Linked DNA regions of Zea mays: all the other regions are linked to region 1. The links are chromatin contacts, called in public Hi-C maps. All regions are on one chromosome and are shown on one strand. Each heading gives the region's core, a stretch centred on a gene start, on an enhancer-like site or on the middle of the called end of the contact. The rest is flanking DNA. Distances are from core to core; before and after follow the strand shown.

Evidence for each region. Hi-C and Micro-C count contacts between places; a contact is called where the count stands out from the background.
Region 2: a contact with region 1 is called in a Hi-C map of tassel, with 3 times the contacts expected there. The contact joins the promoter of LOC100383138 here to the promoter of LOC100194129 in region 1. A contact is called at or near these places in 4 of 25 Hi-C or Micro-C datasets (bundle sheath, ear, endosperm and 1 more).
Region 3: a Hi-C map of bundle sheath shows a contact between it and region 1, with 5 times the contacts expected there. The contact joins the enhancer-like site here to the promoter of LOC100194129 in region 1. A contact is called at or near these places in 3 of 25 Hi-C or Micro-C datasets (bundle sheath, leaf mesophyll and tassel).

Annotation. Positions count from the first base shown.
Region 1 is chr1:199,886,021-199,890,903 of Zm-B73-REFERENCE-NAM-5.0, forward strand. It overlaps LOC100194129, which reads right to left and starts at 2,522. Exons shown (of 4, transcript NM_001367557.1): 1 at 1,602-2,522; 2 at 350-577. The coding sequence starts at 2,480.
Region 2 is chr1:200,095,313-200,100,195 of Zm-B73-REFERENCE-NAM-5.0, forward strand. LOC100383138 (putative ARF GTPase activating domain protein with ankyrin repeat-containing protein) reads right to left here and starts at 2,464. Exons shown (of 19, transcript NM_001175804.1): 1 at 2,092-2,464; 2 at 657-733; 3 at 453-553; 4 at 81-151. The coding sequence starts at 2,136.
Region 3 is chr1:199,739,535-199,744,417 of Zm-B73-REFERENCE-NAM-5.0, forward strand. LOC541705 (pyruvate dehydrogenase 2) reads left to right here. Exons shown (of 14, transcript NM_001111444.2): 11 at 1,312-1,350; 12 at 1,455-1,579; 13 at 1,666-1,780; 14 at 2,477-2,920. The coding sequence ends at 2,548. Among protein-coding and RNA genes, the nearest start is that of LOC541705, 15 kb to the left of the region's middle. Within about 2 kb of position 2,482, at least 19 of the 20 cell types and tissues checked have an H3K27ac peak or open chromatin away from gene starts, as enhancers often do. A contact at or near this core is called in bundle sheath, leaf mesophyll and tassel, where this site is marked.

The DNA of each region.
Region 1 (4,883 bases), core at 1,272-3,771:
TTTTTTAGATCTCAAACTAGAGGACGATCTGACGCTCATTCTATACGAATGACACCTTTAATCAGAGAAGTATTTGTCCCTCTTTGACTTTGCTCCTCTGCACCTTAGAGCTATAATGGTACGAAGAAAATAAGGAACTCTACATTCCGTGCAAGATAAGTAACGCCTTTCACGTCCATGATTATTAATTAATCTTATTTTTCTATCACCATGGGCGGCTACAGGTTAACGACACATAGCTGACGCTGTTACTACAGTGAACTCCTCCCCACATGTGCTGGATAGGCACAGTGCACACCAAGCAAGCATCCTTTAGGGTACGGAAAAGGGAGGGGAAAGAAGACCTTACATTTTTCGATGACAACTGACAGATATTAGAGGACATGATATCTTCGGCGGTTGAGCAGTATCTTGAGTCATAAATATCTTCCAGATCTTTCGTTGTCCCCGAAGAAATGTCCTTAAGCATGTCACTGTAACTCTTAATCATAAAGCCGCCATGGTTAGAACCGTATCCAACTTCAAGAGCAGATTTCTCATCGTGATGCCTTGACCGTCCTAAATTGAAGTCCCATATCTGCGCCACACAAAGAAACAAGCACGCAATGAAACCACCTTGCATTCCCTGATAATAATAATAAGCAGACTCAAACATGAAATTAGAATGGAGGTTGAGGATTCTAGAGCGTCCGCTAGTAGTATGCAGTACATGATCTTTTGACAACAAAACATGCAACCAAAAGTTCAAATAGTTATTATTTCAATTTGGACATGATTTTGCTGACCAGACTTACGTGAAAAATATGATCCAGTAGGTATCTAAAAAGTGAAATGCATTTCAGAAATCCTGAATAAAAAAAAGATAGTAGCACGAAGTCATGTGCAGCACACTTTTTTTCCACATCAAGATAGCAACGCTTCTTCAGAAAGGTACGTATAGTTCACATCATTGCTAAAGGAAACACATATATCTTCACCCACACAATTTGTCCACACAATTTGTGCATTCAACAAGTCTAAAACAACAGGTCCGTGAACCTTTACCGAAGCTACAAGCTCTCTGTGAAAAAAACTGAACCATAATTGCAGAGAACAGGAAGATCAATTTAATCTCAAATTCTCTACTGAAAGCTACTGTGAGTGTGGCCGTTCTGTCCTCCTGGCTGAAAAAACCTAGGAAAGCAGAGGAAGAGCCATAACAAGTTCAGAACCAAGGATTTCTCTACCTGGTGATCTGAAAAAAAACACAGGCATGTAAATCGATGACCTTGGAACTAGCACATACGGTAATCTACCCACTCACCCACCCGAGATCTTGACTGCATTTCTCGGTCTGGTTGATATGTAGAATGTATAGGAAGTGCTGCAAATTTGTTTTGTATTGTTAGGTTTGTTAAACGAAGGGCGTAATATTTTACCGCCATGTAATGTTAAATGAGTTAAATCATGTGTAAGACCACCGAACTGAATAAGGAGAGTTACATGCAAAATTGACCGGAAATAGGTTGGTTTTACTATATATATATAAGTAATATAGGAGTGCTAATAAAATATGTTGTTTTTTCGTCTCACAACGGGTGTTTGTCTGTCTTGAAATTTACCTGGGTGGGCGGCACCGAGGGCGCAGCGCAGTCCCAGAGCAGTTGTTCGTCGGTATCACCCACCCGGTCGCCGCCGCCAATGAGGTCGCTGCAGTTGGCGGACGCCATCATGAGCAGGGACGTGTACGGCAGAGGCACCTCCTGCGGCGCGGCGGGAGGAGGATGAGCCGGCACCGGCAGCGCCGCGGGGGGCGCCATCTTGCCCGACGGCAGGCGTCCGCTGGAAGCCGCGGAGGTGCGGCGAGGCGTGCGCGGGCTCAGATCCGAGTGCGGGTGCGCGTGGGACGTGTCCGCCTCGTCGCGCCGCGCCATCTCCGCGAGCTGGTCGCACAGCGCCTCGCCCCTGAGCGGGCGCGCGCCGGCGTCGGGGACGGGCACCCGCGGTGGGTCGCACGGCACGTAGAGGTCGCGCAGGTCCGTGTCGGCCACCCCCACCCCCAGCACGGAGTAGTCGAGCACCGAGAGGAAGGGGTCGTCGTCGTCGCCGCCGTCGCCGTCGTCGCCCACGGCCACGGCCGCGCGGCGGAGGTCGAGCCCCCATGACGCGGCGAGCTCGGCCGCCGAGGGGCACCCCGAGAAGCCCTCAACCGACACGCGCGCCGCGGAAGCGGCGGCGCAGCCCTCGCAGCAGTCCGCGCAGAGGAACGCCGGGTCGGCGCCGAGGGAGACGCGCGCGGCGGCCGGGCGCGCGGCGCACCCTGCGCAGAGCGGCGCCCGCACGTGCTTCCGCGAAAGCGCGTTGGCGGCGTGCACGTGGCGGTCGCACGCGACGCAGAGGCGCGCGGCGTCCGCGCGGCAGTGCAGAGCCGCCGCCGCCTCCCCGCAGTAGTCGCACGGGCACTGCTGCCCGTCCGCTCCTCCCCCGCCGCAGCTCTTCATCTCTCACGCCGCCACCAACCTACCCGACGAACTGACACACACACAGAGGGAAGAGAGAGCACAAAGCCCGCGCACGTGGACCACGAGGCGCACCAAACCGAATCGCTGGGGCCGGACCAGCCGACGAGTAAAAATGGCGAGAGGCGAGCGTTCGCTTGCTCGCGACTTCGCAATAAGCAGCAACGAGGCGGAGGCGGGGACCGACTCACCACGCGCCGCAGAACAGCGGATACCTCCCGCTCCCCACGTGTCAGCCGTAGGTGAGGTGGCAGGTCGGCCCCGGGCGGCAGCGGCGGCGGTGGGGGCTGTCGGAAAATATCTCGCCCGAACCCGGCTCGCCGCTGAGCTGGCGCGGCGGGGCTGGGGAGTTCGTACTATTCGTAGTGAGGGTCCAGTGGGCCACCAGGTTATGGGCGGTGGATGGATGAATGGAAGCATGGATCTAGACATGGAATTATTAGGTGAAATTTAATAATCTAAAATAGACATGTATATAATTTGATGTCAATCTACGTTATTAAATATTTTATAAAAATAAAATTATTTTATGTATTTTTGCTCACTACAATGAAAAGATGAAAATTAGTCTGAATCTTTATACATACCAGAATTTTATATCTAATCATTTAAAAAGTATAGTATACATTTAAGATTTACTTTTTATGAATCTTAATAAGTTCAATACTAAAAATAAGAACACAGATTTACGTAGTAAATTTTGTATTTTATTTATTCGTAATAGAAAAAGAAGTAAAAAATCAGTATCCAAATAAATATCTGAATCTATTCCTGGATAAATTCAATCGGTGGTGACCCGACGTAGATGACAATGGTTAACCTCCTCTCATATGGACAACAGACGTATCAGACATTGAGCGCTGCAATTTGACACACGAGATAAGATGTTCCTTGTTCATTTGTCACGAGTCATGTGAGGTGACCTTGCTCGTAAAAGAAAAGGTTAAGACCCCTTTGAAACGGGTCACAGAAATTATACATAAAAAATACAGGAACCTAGTTCTCGCGTTGCAAATGAGTGCCCTAAGTGATTTCCTAGGCACATGCATGACACCACACAACATGGAGCGGAGGATGTGATTTAAAGCTTCCGTCCTATTTTTTTAAATATGATATTTCATAACTTTCTAAAGTTTATATATAAGCATATCTTAAATTCGAAGGATGGAAGATGGAAATTGATTCTATAGATTTATATGATACTTTTCTAATGTACACCTTATAACACATTATTCTACTTACTTCTCTATGGCATAAGTACAGTGTATAACTATCTTTTTTATATGATTTTGGATAATATAAAATATGTTAAATTGGTTAGTTTGTGTATAAATTATGGTTATTAGAATATAATTCAATTCCAACGAAATAATCGGGACCTCAGAGTTTTTCTCCATGCCCTACCAGAGCATAATATATCCGGAGGGGTTTGCTACCCCGGCCAAGAAAAAAACACAGTTTTTGAAATATTACAGTATACTTTAGTCGTGATAATATCATAGTTTAAAATACTGTAGTTTTTTAAACTTAAGGTCCAGACCTAAGTTTAGAATACTTTAAAACAACTACAGTATTTGCAATACTTTAGTTTTAAAAACGAAGATTTTAGCTAGCTTGCCAAACACCTTCCTGTATATAAGATTCCAGTGGTTTTCTAAAACAATGAAAAAAACTTTACTCCAAAACACCCCTAAATCTCTTTAGGATTCGTATTATTTTTTAGAGTAAGCAATCCTAGAGAACGTCATTTGAATAAGATATTTAGTTATATATGAGAGGTTTTCTCTCCCTAGGTTAGTGGCTTTATTAGAGCACCTAGAGGAGGTGAATAAGTGATCCTGTAAATTTTACTCAAAGCAGCACAAACTTGGTCCATATTATGGGTTAGTATAAATAAAACCAAGTTTGAGAGTAGAGAGATGGAAGATGAGAACTCTTCACTTCATTGCTCTCTTGGGATGAGTATTAAACTAGTAGCAATATTCCAAGTGAATATGAGAACTCAAGAAGACAATAATCACAATAAAGTAATGAGACAAGAGACACAATAATTTTTACCGTGGTTCGGCCAATGTCTACTCTATGTTATGGTGACATCCTTTGGTCAAGGGTTGCACTCAACCCCTCTCAAGTGATCCAAAGATCAAACTTGAGTGTTACATATGTCTTCCTTATAACTCAATCCCGTTTATGAGGAATCTCCACATGTTGGAGTCTCTCACGCCTTACACAAATGATCTTAATAAAAAACGGAGTAAGGGAGGGAGTAGAGTACACATGCAAGAGCACAATCGCATCAACAACATGCACACAAGTCAAAGAGAGAGAGCACAATAACAAAAACGATAGAGTTGTAGCTCAGAAACGCGCTCAAATCTCTCAAAC
Region 2 (4,883 bases), core at 1,214-3,713, 210 kb after region 1:
ATAAGCATCTCATTATGAGGGAAAACAAGAATTTGGCCCAGGTAATACATATAATCACATTTTAAAATGAAATGCACTACCTGGGAGCGCAGGACTTCCTTGTATGTTCCAATTTCTCTTAAGGCAATTGTAAATTTGGTCATTACAGGCCCTGGAAAGAAGATGAAAATTCAGTATGCTCAGTAGAGGAACTGACGACATTGAGCTCAACTCTACTCTTATGTGGGGAAAGAGTAATAAATAATGAGAAACAAATAATATAAGCAGGTTCAAAAAAGATAAAGAAACAGTATAATCCTAAAGAATTGAACATTACATATTTTTTCATGGATGATGACATGGTGGCAAGAAAATTAAGCAAAACAAAACAATAAAACAACGTGCTGCATACTTGCATGATATGTTTATAAATGTTGCTGGGAAAAGCAGACAAAGAAAATAACATGACTAACCACCAAAAGCGACACTCATTGGATCATTGTGGCCTCCTCCAAATGTTTCAAGTGAGCTGGCAAATGCAATATCTCCATCGTATGCTTCCCCTAGTCCTTCACTGAAACAAAAGGGCATATCAGCATATGGCGCAGGGAGTGACTTACAGCTCAACCATACTCCGGATTACAAAATAAATGCATGGGCAATGGATGGTTACTTACGTATACTTACGGCAACCTTTATGGAACTTCAAACATCTCTCTCTCAGCAATTCAGCACTCTCCTCAAGTGATTGTATCTTTTTCAAATGAACAAAAAGATGCATACAATTAGTCATCAATCCAAGAAAACAAAGTTTCATTCAAGACTGCAACCAGTAAGGAAATTCGTTTCTTCCACATTGATAAGTAAAGCTTGAATGTAAAACATACAAATCCTGCAAAGGCCTTCTAAATTGGACAGTTCATAAAATATCTACTTGAAGGAGCATTTTTTACACTGTTCAACCGAAAATTTCAGAAGTGCTGTGCAAGTTCATTAACGCACTCAAAAAAAACTACTGGGAGCGTTCTCATTTCATTTTAAAGCCGTCAAAACAAACAATGGGGAATATATGAAGCAAGGCTTGCCTACTTTTATGAAATGAAAAGAGAAGAGACCAAATTATTTAGGGAAAATAATGCAGGAACAGAAAACAGAAGATTCACCGACAAAACCATTGTGTTAGTTCCATGATTACTGAAAAGCTAAAATAATTGAGAAGTAAGCATGAACTTGGACTGAAACGGATAAACCAGCTGACCTACACCATAACTTATTCCAAGAAGCACATCTGCTTTAGTGAGAAATTGAAACCCAACTGCAGAAAATAAATTAAACTGCTTCAAACCTCATTCTTTTAATTGGTAAGTAGAATTCACATTGTGCGTCAAGTTAGTGTCAGTGTACGACAAAAGATATGCAGCAGACAGAGATGTGCCTACAGCCGCAGCACTATGCAGCATTAGTTCGTGATGCCCGTTCATAGAATGGGGAAAAAAGGCCAGCTTTGAAAATAAACCAAGCTAATTCCGGACCACTCGTTGTGGTGCCATGGGAAAAAGTCGCAAAAATAACGCCAAAGAAGAAACCAACCTGACTAATTGACAATTCAACAACATGGCCGTACGATGCAGACGCACATCACACATGCGCGCGCGCGCACGGTAAAAACTAGTACAGTAGATGCGACGATAGAGAGAGGTCGTAATAAAACACATGCCGATCCACGGGAGGGCAAAATCACGGCCACGGGGGAGGAATTACGCTTTCCACGTGCATTCACAAACCAAACGAGCAAACAAACGAGGAGATTCCGGGCACGCGCCGCGCATCAGCCGTGCAGAGAGGAGAAGCAGCGGCGTCGAGTCAGCGACGTTCCCCTTCCCGCAGCCCACCACGGGCCATGTGCAACACCGCCGCCAAGGAGGTAAAAAAAAATGGGGGCGGAGACACGCGCGCACGCATCAAACCTGCCCAGCTGGCCGGTACCCAGCGCGGCAGAATCCAGGAACCCGTACGAACGAATCCAGGCAAAAGGTGGCACGCGCCCACGCACGCGCGGGGACGCTAGGGGCGGAGATCCGCCGGGATCACGTACGACGGTGCGGCTCTCACCTGCGTCCGGAACATGGGCGAGTCATCGAGTTTGGCGAAATACATGGCTGCCGCCGCCGCCGCTAACACAGTCACCGCCGCCGCCGCCTCCTACCAGCCCATCCGCGGGCACGCTGCGGCGCTCTCTGGCCGCCGGCTGTGGCTTCCTCCGTCCGACCGACCGACCGCCAGCTGCGGGGAGGGGAGGACGACGGGAGGGAGAAGGTGCGGTGGCAGCGGGATCGTCGCGGCAGGGCGGGGAAGGGAATGGCGGCGATCTGGGCGCGCGGGGGGCGGGGGAATTGGTCGGGTGGCTCGGCGAGAAGCGAGGCGAGCGAGGAGGGGAGCGAAAGGGGGAGGGAAGGGAAGGAGAGGAGTGGAGCCTGGTGCGAGGTGGTGGAAATGCGCAAGAGGAGGGAGGGATGGATGGAAAACGCTGCATTGAGTCCCACTCTCTCTCTCTCTTAGTTCGGAGAGGGAAGACTGGTAGTAACTAACTGGCGAGTCCAAATTATAACGATTATTTACGGTGGGGCCGGGACGCAGACACTGCTAGAATCCAGCGAGATTGTTTTTTCTGCAAGGAGCCGGCAGAAAATGCGGAATTTTATTTTTTTTAAAACAAAAACAATTGAAACGCGCATGTTTAATTCCGTCGTCAGAAATGATGCCCTAATGATGGCGTTCTGTCGCCGTTAACTAAAGCGCGGTGGACCAGGAGTCAGTGGCAGCCTGACAAATGGACCGGTTGGTGATCTGCCAATTTCGTCGCTGCGTTTTGACGACTGCTGTTTTCAGAACAGAACAAGAAAGTGAGTGCGTCACTGTCGCGTCGACTGGGCGCTGGGCCGGCCCCGGACGAACCCGCACCACCGTGCACTGTGCGGTATATGTCTTGTTGGATGACTAAACTCTACTCGCCACTCGACAAGCTAAAAAGAGGCTCGGCTCAACTGGCTCTCGGTTGACTCAGTTTAAACTGAGCTACACCTTAAGGCTGAGTCCAGTGCACAGCCTCCCTCTCGCCCCTGCCACATCAGCTCTCGCCTTCACTCTCGCCCCTGCTGCTCCAGTGCACAGGCTGCAGCAGGCTACAGCCTCAGGCTATAGCCACATCAGCTTTTCTATTTCAGAATTAAGTAATTCACGCGGATTTATTTTAACGCTTAGAAATCACACAACATAATACTTTTTATTGAATTAAAAACTACAAAGTGCATAATAATTTATAGATGAAATTTGTGATTTTTTTGTATTTTTTTCAAATTTTTTGGAGTCCAAACGGTAAAAAACGGTTATCACACGTGGCGCTGATGTGGCCAGCAGAACCAATCGGAAGCCGCCACCTCGCTCTCGCCCCACACTCTCGCCCGCACGCCGCCCGCGCCAGTGCGTAGCCCGCCTCACCGCCTGCCTCTCGCCCGTCTCTCGCCCGGGCGCGCGCTCCAGCGCGGGCGAGAGCGAGGCGGTTTCGCCTGCTCTCGCCGAGCGCGAGCGGCGTCGCCCGGAAACGCTCTCTCACCTGGCTCTCGCCTTCGGTCGGGCGAGAGGAGCGCCGTGCCGCCCGTCTTGCAGCCTGCGTTGGCACCAGCCTAATAAGTACTTCCTCCAGTTCTAGTATACAAGACGTAACCCTTCTGCTTTAAAAAACAAGAAATATATTTAGTTCTCTCTATATCACTGCATCGATATAGGTATACATAAAGAAAACACGTCTTATATTATGGGACAAGAATAAAAAGTGGTTACGTCTTATATTATAAGACGGAGAGAGTAATATTGTATTGTACGGTAACCTAATAGTATATAAATATAAGATACATAGTCATCATTCAATATTATCAATAATCTAAATTTTAAATTGACATATATCCATCATCAAAGACTAAGATTAAGGAACAAGTCTGATATTTATAAAATTATTTAATATCTATTATTATTTTATAGGTTGATTAATTTAGCATAGCTCGTGAACCAACTCGGCTCGTTACACAACGAGCTCAAAAACTCTCGAAAACTTGGCTCGACTCGGCTCGATTTTTTTCAGCCCTAACCACAGCTACAGGCTACAGCTAGGTCTCATCTTCGTCGTGTTTTTTAACAACTGTGCGCATGATGTCCGTGAAGCCTTGTTCCCGCCTAGGGATGGCAACGGATCGGATTCGAATCGGATATTGCAAATATCCGTCTGCAACCATATCCACGGTTGTAACCAATATCTGCTCGTGTCCGTACCCGCGGGTAGAAATTTATATCCATGCCCATGCCCATCGGATTTCGGACAGGTTTCGGATATCCATCGGATATGACAGACACAATCATTTATTCAACAATTCAATAGCATAATTAGTCAAATTTCTTCTCAATTCGTCATCATACACAATTAAAAATTAATAAAAGAATTATTATGGGCATGTGGGCCTCAGTTAGGAACACTAGAGCTTGGAAGGGTCAGCTGTCTGTGTTGATATGGTCTATGAGACTTGGAAAGGGCCATGGGGCACAGCGCAGGAAGCCAGCAAGGCTATAAGGGGCAGCCAACAGTGAGAAATTGGGAGCGTTAGGTGTGGGGTTTATGGTGTTAGGATTTGTTCTTTGATATGTAATATGGGCTAGGCCAAAAATACATTATGGGTCGGTTTCGAATATCCAACGGATAACCCGCGGGTATAAAGTAATATCCTAATTCGTGCCCACCTGACTTCGGGTCGGATTCGAGTTTGACCCACGGGTCAAAACATGTATCCATACCCAGCTCCATCGGGTCGGATATCCGACGGATATTCAAATCCACGAGTCAAATTGTCATCCCT
Region 3 (4,883 bases), core at 1,232-3,731, 150 kb before region 1:
TCAAAGACTATCTCACAGTTTCTCACAAGAACGGAGCTCGAATCACTTAGAATCACAAACGGATGCGCAAAGACTTAGTGTGGATGATCAAGAATGCTCAAGAGTTGCTTGGTTTTCTCCTCCATGCGCCTAGGGGTCCCTTTTCTAGCCCCAAGACAGCTGGGAGCCGTTGAGAGCAAATCTGGAAGGCTGATCTTGCCTTCTGTCGTCGGGCGCACCAGACAGTCCGGTGCACACCAGACACTGTCCGGTGCCCGATTTATTTCCTTAAACAGCGCAGCCGACCGTTGCAGATGCGGGAGCCGTTGGCGCACCGGACATGTCCGGTGCACACCGGACAGTCCGGTGCCCCCTTCCGACCGTTGGCTTGGCCACGTGTCCCGCGCAGATCGCGCGGCCGACCGTTGGCCCTGCCGACCGTTGGCTCACCGGACAGTCCGGTGCACACCGGACAGTCTGGTGAATTTTAGCCGTACGCCGTCGGCGAATTCCCGAGAGTGGCCACTTCGGCCGAGGCAGCCTGGCGCACCGGACACTGTCCGGTGCACCACCGGACACTGTCCGGTGCACCACCGGACAGTCCGGTGCCCCAGACCGAAACAGCCTCTTGGCTGTACACAGCCAAGTCTTCTCTTCTCTTCTTCTTTCTGTTTCTACCACTTAGACAAATATATTAGTACACAAAACCAATGTACTAAGACTTAGAAACATACCTTTGCTCTTGATTTGCACTTTGTTCATCCATTGCATAAATTCACATTTTAAGCACTTGAGTTGGCACTCAATCACCAAAATACTTAGAAATGGCCCAAGGGCACATTTCCCTTTCAGATGGTAACTATCGAGTTGCCTTGGTTTGGCAATGATGAGCAATGATTTTCATTCCCTTACTTGCCCTCGCATTTCTCCCCCATGGATCCACTATATTTCCCTGTCCATAAAACCAGCTCTTAGTATGGCTTTCCTTGTCCAACCTTGTCTATCATGAACATAGTTGACCTAAGAAATTAACATGCATATGGCGCCACCTTGGATGTAAGGATTGGCTCTGCCTCAGAATCTGTAACATGAGTTGTTCCCTTTTTAAAGGGCGTACCCAGTGCCGTAGGCTTCCCGCACTGTGCGGGGTCTGGGGAAGGGTATCTTTAAGCGCCAAGCCTTACCCGCATAATATGCAGAGGCCGGGGCTCGAAGTTGTTCCCTTTTTAAAGTGTAACTTTATTCTATTGCGATTTTCACAAAAAGAAAACAAGAAACCGAATTCTCTAGTTGGTGATTCTGGTTGCATTCTCATGTTTTGTTATTTTTCAGGCCGCTGATATACTGGCCAAGGAAGGTATCAGTGCCGAGGTAATTTGTTTTTTATTTCTTCTAAACTACAGCCTTGTGCTGTCAGATCTCATTTTCCCTGGGAGTCCAGTCGTTGTCTTATTCTTTAGTAATTCTCTGTTCAGGTAATCAATCTTCGCTCAATTAGACCGCTGGATAGAGCTACTATTAATGCATCTGTGAGGAAAACCAATAGATTGGTAACCGTAGAAGAAGGCTTCCCTCAACATGGGATTGGTGCGGAAATATGGTCGGCCACTCTCCCTCCCTCCCTCCTTCCCAATGTATAATGTATAGTCTGCGTCTCTCGTAATGGGTTGAAATGTGCCTTTGCAGCATGTCTGTTGTAGAGGACAGCTTTGAGTATCTTGATGCACCAGTCGAGAGGATTGCTGGAGCTGATGTGCCCATGCCGTACGCTGCCAACCTTGAGAGGATGGCTGTTCCACAGGTCCGTACTGGTCCTTTCGCTTTCATTTATGTTTGCATACGGATTTGTGGTTACACAACTCTTGTTGCCGGACTAGTAGCACTTCAAGAAAAGAAAAAAAAATACTGCTGCGCTGAAATTCCAGTCCTCTTGCATACATGGATTTATTGTGACCTGCATTGTGTACAATTAATGTTTGGTTTGCAGTACTCGACATGGTAGGGTAGAAAAGCCAATTTAGGTGATGAAACAATGGATCTTTTGTTAATAGCCGAATTAACAGACAAAGGTCATAGGTGTGTCAAGCACATGAGAGTCCAGTCATGGTTGCATGTGTGAGAGTTGTAGCAGACAGTTAACTGTCTCTTTAGAAAATACGTATAGTACTCCCTCCGATTTTTAAATATATGATTTTTTAGGAAGCTAACTAGTTGAACAATGAACTAATTAGCCTGTCTTGAACATCATTAATTCAAGGACAGGGAGTAGTAGGGGCTACTGTGTACACTCTCTGATAGGTGCACTGCATCTCCACCATGATGCCACAGGGAGATGCAAATATTTCTTTCTAGGATAGGATTTTGGAGCCTTGGCTGGGAAAAGGTGAACGTGGTAGCTGTGATATTAGCCTGTGGCATTGAAAGCAGGCTCACCGCTCACGCGATTGATCATTTATCGGTGTCCCCTTTTGACTCTTTGCTATTGCCACACCTGCAGGTCGATGACATCGTCCGGGCAGCCAAGCGTGCTTGCTACAGGGCAGCAGTACCGATGGCAGCAACCGCCTAGTCCAGCAGAACCCTGCATGTTGCATTTCTTTGTCTAATTTTAATGTCCGTGCTGCAGAAAGACGTGTCACATAATGGTGTGACGAGTACCCACTGCCGCTGCAACTCAACTATAGCATGAGCTGAGTTTTTGTAGAGCCACCGAGAGGTGTTCAGTACTCCAGTTCCAGTTCCGCTTATCTTCGCCGCCGCAGCCGGAAGGCTGCGCATGACTCTGCGTCTGTTTTATGGTTCACGAATGATTGCAGATTTGCAGCAGAGCCTCTGGAGATGAGAATTTTACTTGTGGCGAGATGTTGTGAGTAACTTGTATTCAGAAGGGGGAACTCTCAAGAGATCCTCAAGTCGTGATTCCAGTTGCGGCTTTCTTGATAGTAACGTACTCCCTCTGTTTTTTAGTTGTCGCTGGATAGTTTAATTTTGCATTATTCAGTGATAACTAAAACAAAACGGATGGAGTACGTATTTACCATGCTAGTGCTAGAGGATCTTTTGTTCCTCTGCAGGGTGCAGCAGTCACTGCGTGTGGCCCTGAGCACCCCCGTCTGTCCACTCACCAGCCATGCAGTCGACCGCAGAGGATCCGAATCCATCCGAGACTGGAAGCGAGCATGGTTCGGTCAAAGCCTTGAAGGTGAGGCGTCAAATAATGGCGGTGTGCGGTGTCCGAGAGTGACGCGTCCGGGCACGTCCACTCCTCGCTTGAAGACGTGTCCAGCCGACATGTATGGTCAGGCGGAAGATTCTATTCTATCTCTATACGATGCACAGGTGTTGGTATGGGTGCGGTGTAGAACTATCCCAGACCCATACAGAGAAAGAGCAGAGACGTCAGAGAGCCATACATGTGCGGTGCAAGTTGCGGGCTTGTGTGTCTGGTCGAGGTCGATCTCCTCCCCCATGACCAATTCCTCGCCTCACCTGGTCACGGCTCAGCGCACGCGTTGAGTACGCGAGAGGGGTATCGCTTGCCGTCAACCGCCGCCGGACTGGCGGATGGCGTTGTGGATCAGGCAGCGGTTCCTTGGGCACTTCGTCACCCGTTTATCTGCGCGCCTCTAGCTTTGGACATATGGTGGATAGATTGATGCCTCCTCGTCCATCATTCCATCCTTTGCCTTTTGGCCGCTACTACGCCGCCCGTCAAATCAAACGAGCCGGCAGGAAGGGACAGGCGCAGAAACCGAGACGATTTACGAATCAGATGCCATCTTTAAAACAATAAATAAACTAGAGGAAAATTTTCTCTAGGAAGCATACTCCATTTCTTGTTAGGTGTCGCTACCGCATTCGTACTAGTCACATTTTTTAGCTTGTAAAAAAATACTAGCAACATTTATATCTCTAAATAAGTTTATTATAAAAATGGATTTAATGATCTATCTAATAAAACTAATCATATAGCATAACTATGAATATTTTATTGCATATCTATATATAGCTAAAATTGACAGAAAATGAGAACGACAATTAAAAAGGGACAGCTGATGTATCCATGTTAGACTTTGTGCCATCGCTCAACGAGATCTATTTCTTCTAACAGTTTGGATCACATACGGCCCCTATAATAAATATGCATATACACGTTCTACCTTATGAGCACAAGCAAAAGAATCAGATGGGACGAGATTGACACCACGCCTAGCTATTGACGAGCATGGCTTCTACCACTCAAAAACCAATAATATTGAATCATGAAACAAATGCTAGAATACGCTATCTCTAGCACCCACGTCCGATCAAGACCCAGGTCAGGTGGGTAGTTTGCGTTAGAGTGCGGTCCTAAAATTTAAACCAAATCAATTTGAGTTCTCCTAAGTTCATGATATTTATACCTTCAGATATATCCGCTATTAAAATGTACTCAAAGGCAAATCTAAATATAGACCATGGTTCAGACCTTTAGAGCTAATTGGCGGTCAACTAACAAGTTGATAGCTGATTTTTAGCGAGTTGGAGCGTCTAATAACTATTTCAGAGGTGTGACTAACAATGAGTTGATCTATTATTTAACTTGTTCTAAACTTCTTAGCTAATTTTAGCTGCTAACTATTAATTTAGAACCTGGCCATACCTTTTCAATGTCATAAATATTAGTATTTTTATGTATTTACTTAAATCACATCGTTTCACTTCTAAAAAAATGAAAATCGAACTCTCTTGCTTAAAAGAAACGGAGAGTACTGCTGCTAGCTCAAACAATTTCAAAGGAAGAACTAGAGACCGCAGCTCGCACTCGCAGTTCGAGAAACGGAAAGAAAAAAAAGAGGGAGAGAGAAATGCAGGTTATGGGGAGATGGAACGAAGGAATGGAGGAAAGCTCAAGCGAGCACTTG